2 separate regions of the Lactuca sativa genome follow, and region 2 is linked to region 1. A link is a contact called in public Hi-C data. All regions are on one chromosome and are shown on one strand. Each heading gives the region's core, a stretch centred on a gene start, on an enhancer-like site or on the middle of the called end of the contact. The rest is flanking DNA. Distances are from core to core; before and after follow the strand shown. Region 1 holds the start of LOC111879893 (transcription factor MYB73). Region 2 holds the start of LOC111879851 (histidine--tRNA ligase, chloroplastic/mitochondrial).

What was found. Hi-C and Micro-C count contacts between places; a contact is called where the count stands out from the background.
Region 2: a contact with region 1 is called in a Hi-C map of leaf, with 4 times the contacts expected there. The contact joins the promoter of LOC111879851 here to the promoter of LOC111879893 in region 1. A contact is called at or near these places in 2 of 4 Hi-C or Micro-C datasets (both in leaf).

The regions. Positions count from the first base shown.
Region 1 is chr2:220,693,290-220,697,202 of Lsat_Salinas_v11, reverse strand. It overlaps LOC111879893 (transcription factor MYB73), which reads right to left and starts at 1,875. Exons shown (of 1, transcript XM_023876324.3): 1 at 728-1,875. The coding sequence starts at 1,723. The coding sequence ends at 998. LOC111879901 (U4 spliceosomal RNA) reads left to right here and starts at 709; the gene lies at 709-861.
Region 2 is chr2:220,911,702-220,915,267 of Lsat_Salinas_v11, reverse strand. LOC111879851 (histidine--tRNA ligase, chloroplastic/mitochondrial) reads left to right here and starts at 2,269. Exons shown (of 11, transcript XM_023876288.2): 1 at 2,269-2,694; 2 at 2,929-3,024; 3 at 3,320-3,408; 4 at 3,521-3,566. The coding sequence starts at 2,317. It overlaps LOC128132123 (a long non-coding RNA gene), which reads right to left and starts at 1,959. Exons shown (of 2, transcript XR_008230050.1): 1 at 1,828-1,959; 2 at 1,001-1,220.

The DNA.
Region 1 (3,913 bases), core at 626-3,125:
GACATCATGAATATGCTTTATCACCCGAAAAGAGAAAAGAAACACAAAATGAAAGGTGGAGAAAGATCCCCATAAACAAAATAATAACCATGAAATAATGTTTTACAAGTTTTAATAACCATGAAATAATGTTTTACAAGTTTTACTTTTCGACTATTTATTTGAAGCTTTTACATTTTATTTATGCTTAATAACAACCAAGAAAAGAATACACTATCATAATGTTTATGACCATGAAACCAATATGGTAATGAAGATTTTTTTTCCTTTAGTTATATTTCGATTAAATGTTTATCTCATTTTCAGTTGTAATAATAAAACATTACAAGACGATTGAGATGCATTTCGTGATAGATTATCTGATTATTATGATTTGAGATGGTAATAAATACCTTTTAATGACGTTCTTAAAAAAATCACCTTTAGATTAACATATCTAGCCACTAAATCTTTACCACTTAAAATTACACATTTACACTTTTGAAGACGTCTTTTCTTTTCTACAAAAACAACTCTTTCCGATATATTTATTTTAAGTAGTTTTCATAACTCCAATAGAAAAAAAAAAAATAAAAAAAAAAATTGTTTGAGTAGGTGGATTGAGAAGCGCATAGATGATATATGGGTTTCATCCCACATCGCTGAAAAACGAAAAATAGGAGAGGAGGTGAGGCTATAAAAAGAGAGATGTGGGCAACGTTATGAAGCATCTTTGCGCTTGGGGCAATGACGCAGCTAATGAGGTAATAACCGAGGCGCGTCAATTGCTGGTTGAAAACTATTTCCAAACCCCCTCCTTGGCCTTGGGTCTCCCTTGGCCATCGAGAATTTCTGGAAGGGCTCCCTTAATTGGGTAAAGCCCTACAATCTAAAAGTTTTTAAATATTCTTATTATATATATTTTTTGTTTCATAAATATTATATTGAATTTAATAATCTAAACCTGAAATGTAAAATAAAAGATGAAAATGGGAATTAACGTTTCAGTTACTTTGAACTAAGACGGAGGATGCCCTTCTTTGGATCTTAGTTCGTTGATATAAATCCGAACCTCTTCTGCTATCATACGTTTCATGATCGTTACCAGACACGTGTTCTCCATCTCCACCGTCGACTTCTCCTCCACGTCATCATCCACCTCTGCGTTCTTTTCTGTTATTACTTGTTCTTCCACCGTTTTGATTTTGATATCCCCGGGTGGCAAAAGCGTCAGAGCCGTCGGAGGTCCGTCGCAACTGCTGTGGTCGGAGTTACGGGAGCATTGCTTCTTGGATGCAGGAAGATGATCCGACTGGGTTGACTCGCTGGATCCATCTGTGAGTGGTCGTTTCGCAACGGCAACGGCAACGGCAAAGCCGGAGTTTGAGACGCCTCGTCGGCGGAGAGTGGAGTTCCAGTGGTTTTTAATCGCGTTATCAGTGCGGCCAGGGAGGAGCCTGGAGATCGTTGACCACTTGTTGCCATGGATTGCATGTGCTCTGACGATGACGTCGTCCTCTTCACGAGTAAATGGACGGTGCTCCACGTCAGGACTGAGCTGATTGCACCACCGGAGACGGCAGGATTTTCCAGATCGGCCTGGGATACTAGAACTGATGAGGGACCAATTGCGCGGTCCATGTTGCTCCACCAGTTTCATGAGGGTGGCGTCCTCTTGTGGGCTCCAGGATCCCTTGATCTTGCCTCCTACTACTCCTCCTCCGCCGTCGTCTGATGTCGCCATGAAATGTAATTTGAGATTTTGGAGGATTTGAATTTTGAAGTGATGCAGATGGGTGTAATTGAAACGGTTGAGGGATGGAGGGTGGGTGGGGGTTATGAAGAGGAAGAAGAAGAAGAAGAAGTGAAGGAGAGGTTAGGTTTAACCGTTCAGGAAGGCCAGGGGGAGTAGTTGGCATGAACCATAAACTGCTCGTGCGTCTGTTTCATTTATTTATTTTATTTGGAGACGGTTAAAACTAACATTAAATTCCTAACAAACTTTGCTTCACCTAATACTTTTGTTTTGTTTGGCTTAATTTTTGTTTTTTGTTTATCAATGCATATAGTTAAGAATTTAATTTTACAACGATATGTTACCCACAATTTTAATTGATACTCTGTTACCCACAGTTTAATTTTACAACGATTTGTTTTTTATATGTTTTATAGGTCCCGATATTAAAATTGCAATATAATTTATTAATTTTTACATATATTTTGGTGTTTAATTGCAATAATACGATGGCGTATTTTCAGTTTTTGTTTGAAATTTTTATGCAATCACTAAAGTAAAAATTCATTTATTTCTATTTGATACATGATAATAACAAATAAATAAAAATAATATATGTTTTTTTTTTTTTAATTTTGTTGGAATATTATATAGTTTGAAAATACGTTGTTATTTTTATATCCAATATTTTTATTGGATTTAATTAGAATTATTTAAAAAAATTAACCGTATACATATATTAAACTATAGATAAAAAAATATGATATTTATATTTAATTGGTGCATGGGTGGTATTATAAAACAATAATCTGAGATTCGGGAGGCATCCAAATCTTACCTTATGTTGGTTGCAACTGAATCTAATTATGCGAGTTGTAACAGCATTGCCAAAAAAAGAGCAAACGACACCGTTGTTGTACTTATAAATGAGTTGACAATTCTATTCTAATTTGTGCAGCTCTTGGTTGAATTTGGACTTTACTTATATGTTTTAATCTACATTTTATTTCTACCATGGACAATGCTACTTAAAAGTGAATACAACTCCCTTCCATTTTTTCTACAAATTACAATTAAAAGCTAATAAATTATTATTAGCTATCATATTTATAACACATTCAACCAACACAAAATAATAAGTCCAGGATTAACAAGAAAGTTGACAGTTTATTAGAGATTAATTTTAAACAACAGGAAGGGTTTAACTAATAATTAGATTAAAAATTAAGTAAAAAACGAGTGAGGTCGGTCGACAAGCCGTAATTCAACTGGGATGGGACTGGAAACAACATTTAGTGGCCGTAATTGTTGACCATCACAACTGTTTGGCTGCTTGCTCTTACAAACAAACTTATACTTTTCTTTTTCTACACAATAAAAATAAAAATAAAAACAATAACATATCTTTTAATAAATAAAAAATTATTTAAGTTATTATTACACTCCGGTAAATATTATTAAATCATCGCAATTTCAAAAAAGTGTATAAACTTTTGTTGCTGTTATAAATGGTAGCGAATTTTTCAATTTGTTTGACTTATATCACTTTTTTTTCGTACATTGTACTTTAAAAATTGTTTCAAATCATCAAGGTCTAGAGTTTGGATACCAGGTCTATCGATTCTCGGCTTTGTACAACAATGGACTGATTTTGATGACGTTTCTTATTTGTACTTTAGGATTTCTAATTGGCAGGAAAATTATAATTTTAGTTGAATAGGATGGCATAAAAGTTAAAAATCCTGCTATGACTTCGGCTAATTTTTTTTTCTAGCTCCTTGCTATTTTTTATTTTATTACCATTCCACTACAATAGTCACTCTCCTATGTGGGATCAACATAAATAACTTTTTCTAGCTCCTTGCTATTTTTTGGGATGAAGATTAAACCTCGCTTAATAATGACCATATATATGAGGAGGTTGATTCTAGTATACTACTATCCTATAGATTTAAACCACAAAACTTATGAGACGAAACCACCTCTATATCATATGGACAAGGTTTTACAACATCTTCATTGCTAAAATGTCTCCAAAATTTTATTAAATTGTAAACTCAAGTTCGTCCTCTATACAACTAACTTACATGGGTCTATCAATTGATAAGCGACTTGCTATTACCTATTAAACCCAAGTTTACGTTACAATAAGTAACCAATTCTCTATTGTGGTTTAAGACCCATGTATGTGGAGGCAGA
Region 2 (3,566 bases), core at 1,020-3,519, 220 kb before region 1:
TCATCCTATCAAGTTGCTTTGGTGAAGGCAACCCAAAAGGACCATGCACCATCGGGTCGAGTACATACCAAAATAGTTATGGACTTAGACACTAATCCAACACATGCATGGTTATAAAGTCTCCAAATGTCTATTTTAAGTTCTTAATGGAGCTTCTAGTCCAAGAGGGACTTCAACCACAACCAATACAACAACTTTATGATTCTAGCATCCAAAGAGGGTCCAGATCTGAAGTTACAACTTCAGATCTAGCCCATAGCTCATCATCCCAACTTGAAAATCCATAAAAAGCCCTAGAACTCAACAATAGGGAAGAAAAGGAAGTAAGAATGGCACTTTGATACCTTCAAAAGATGCTAGCTGAGGCAAAAACCGCTTCCCACTCCTTTCTTGCTTCAATTTCCTTTGCACCCTTAGCTTCCTTCCTCCAAGATCCTCTTTTCCAAGCTTCAAACCCACACCAAGGCACACACACACGAATTAGGGTTTTAAGGGCTCTCAAAGACTATAAGGAGGCCCAAACGAGGTTGAGGCTCCTTTAAATAGGGGTGCAAACCCTGGAATTTAGGGTTTCATCTGCCAGCTCCTACTCGCTGAGTTCCAATAGTGGACTCGCCGAGTAGGTCACTAAACACGTGTTCTCACCCCGCTGCTACTCGACGAGTAGGTCGACCAACTCGTCGAGTAGAGCTTCGTCCAGAAATTCTTAATTAATTAATACCTGAGGATTGGGGCGTTACAACATGTGGTTGATTTAACTACTAAATTTTAGCATAAGTTAAAAAGCTCAAACCGAACATACAACAAAATGTACTAAGGGGCTGTTTGGTAGCATCTGGAAGATTCATATCTGAATGATATAGATGTTTGGATAATGCAGAGGCTCTTTATGAACATGTATCTTAACGATAAATTGATGTTTGGTTAGGCTTGTGAACGGCTGCCTCTTAACAAGAAAAATGACCATTTTAACCCTATAAACTATTTTTTGCATAAAAAATAAACTCCATACAACATTCAAATTAGATATCGTACAACATCCAAATATGTCATATATAGATCCTTAGATCATAGTATAATAGATTTTATAAAAATATATTGCAATAAATCAGTTCAAACAAATTTGATTGTCGGGTTTCGATTGAAACAAGTTGATTGCAATTCTAAGATAACTCATCACGATCTTTGTTGCTATTGTTTACTTCCAGTGGCATTGCTCCCTACAAAAGTTGAGAATCAAAAGTAATAAAAAAGTGTTGTTAGAAGAAAAGCGAACATATATTTCCAGATTGTGAACCAAACACAAATAAGAAACCAAACCTAAAGATTACAAGTATACAAATCACATATGAATCCAGTTAATTCAACAAGTAAAAGACAATAAACTCATTAAATAGGAAATAGTTCATAATTTGATTATGGGTAAAAATCATCCGTAATTAACTTCAATCATCAAATCTTTAACATACATTTGACAATAAACTCTTAAATTTGAAAGAGAGATATGGATCCAAGCATCGATCCATATATACATATTAACTTATTCGATTAGTTCATTGTTATTTGATGAACATCAAACCGATTTGATATAATATTGAGCAGCATAAAAAATGATTTCACAATAATGGATTTCACAAAAATTGATCAACCAAACACAAGAAAAAATCGATTTCAAAAAATTGATCAACCAAACATAAGAACAGGTTTTAGGTATTGAGAAAATCGATTTCACAAAAATGATCATATAAACACAAGAACACAGAAAAATCGACCAGAAGGATGCCAAAAGAAAAAAACAACCATAACAAGACATATTAGAAAACTTACCAGCGAAGGGGTAGGCGGCGAGGAGGGAGGCGACGAAGGCGGAGGTGGAGCGGGGCTGCCGGAGGTCCGATGGCAAGGTGAGAATCGGATGGAAAAGAGAGAATGTTGCACGATGGGAGAACAACGGGGAAGAAAAAAAAGAGGCGGATGTTTTTTTAGGTCTAAGGGTATTATTTGGAAAAAATTTCATCCAGACTTGTCAACAACTCTGACCGATCAATACCCATTTCTTTTATATCGGACCGATTAAGAGGTTAAAAAAATTCCAACCAAACGCTCTGAATTTGAAGGATTTAGAGTTAGCCTCTTTATGGGATCATTAAGAGGCCAAACAAACAACCCCTAAGCAAAACTAACTCAAAGTTTAGTGTCTTAAACCTCATTTTCTTACAAACAAAGGACCAAATTTGCACTTTTCACTTTATGTTATTCGGGAAGAAGCCATTGCCTTGGACTGAGAAGAAGCCATTGCCTATTTGCCGTTGCGCGATGGCTGCTGCAACTCCATCTCTCCTTATCCTCCACCCTCGCCTCATCCTATTTGCCACTACTCTCCGCCCTACCCCCCTCATCTGCCACCAATTCTCCCTCCACTCTCCCCCTCTCAGCCGCCTCCCTGTTCGCTTCGCTCATAACAAACACCACTCCTTCTCCACCTCCCCATTAGCCACTGCTACCCCTTTGTCTGCCGACAATTCTAATGTCAATGAAACCACGCGTGCCGGTCGATCCGGTTCAATCTCCTCCCCACCACATCAGGTCGTCGATTACTCCCAAAAAGTAGACGTTAACCCGCCCAAAGGCACCAGAGATTTCCCTCCAGAGGAAATGCGCCTCCGCAATTGGCTTTTCCAGAACTTCAAAGAGGTTTTTATCCAATACACTTATTTCTGTTTTTCATCTGACACTGTTTAGTTGATGCTCGAGTAGATTATTTTGGTAAAGGGAAAGAAGGGTTTGGGATATTTGTTTGAACTTATTGATGATGTAGTATCTAATTCAAACCTAGTACTATCCCTCGATTTGCATCTGCTCGGCATATGTTTCTGTACATGTATTCATATCTTTTAAAACTTATGCTAACTGGCTGTTGAATATTAGGTTTCACAATTGTTCGGATTTGAAGAAGTTGACTATCCAGTACTAGAATCAGAAGCTCTATATATAAGAAAAGCAGGGGAGGAAATAAGGGACCAGGTTTGGTAATTCTTTCATTCTTGTTGCAGTTACCTCTGGTTTGACATATTACTTTTCTAATTTTCACAAGAGATGAATCTGGGGCAGAATCTTTTTACATGCAAATTATTTCAGCTATGTGAAGCCTGAATTGTGAAATCTTTACAATAGGAATGCAATGATAGAAATTTGAAATGACACAAAGATTAGGAGCAAGTCAAGTGTATTATAATCTACAAGTAAAACCTAAAAAAGATTGATTTGTGTAATTGTGTTGAATGTTGATGGATGATCTCTCTCAACTTTTATGATGCAGCTTTACTGTTTTGAGGATCGAGGAAATCGCAGAGTCGCATTGAGGCCTGAGCTTACTCCTTCTCTAGCAAGGCTTGTCATACAAAAAGGGTACTATACCACTATTATTGTGGAGAATTTCAATCTCTTTAGGTGTTTCATGGTTTAAATTTTAAACAATATGAGGCATGTGTGTAGTTATTTATTGTTATTTTATGTCCAGAAAATCTGTAGCCCTTCCAATAAAGTGGTTTGCTGTTGGACAATGC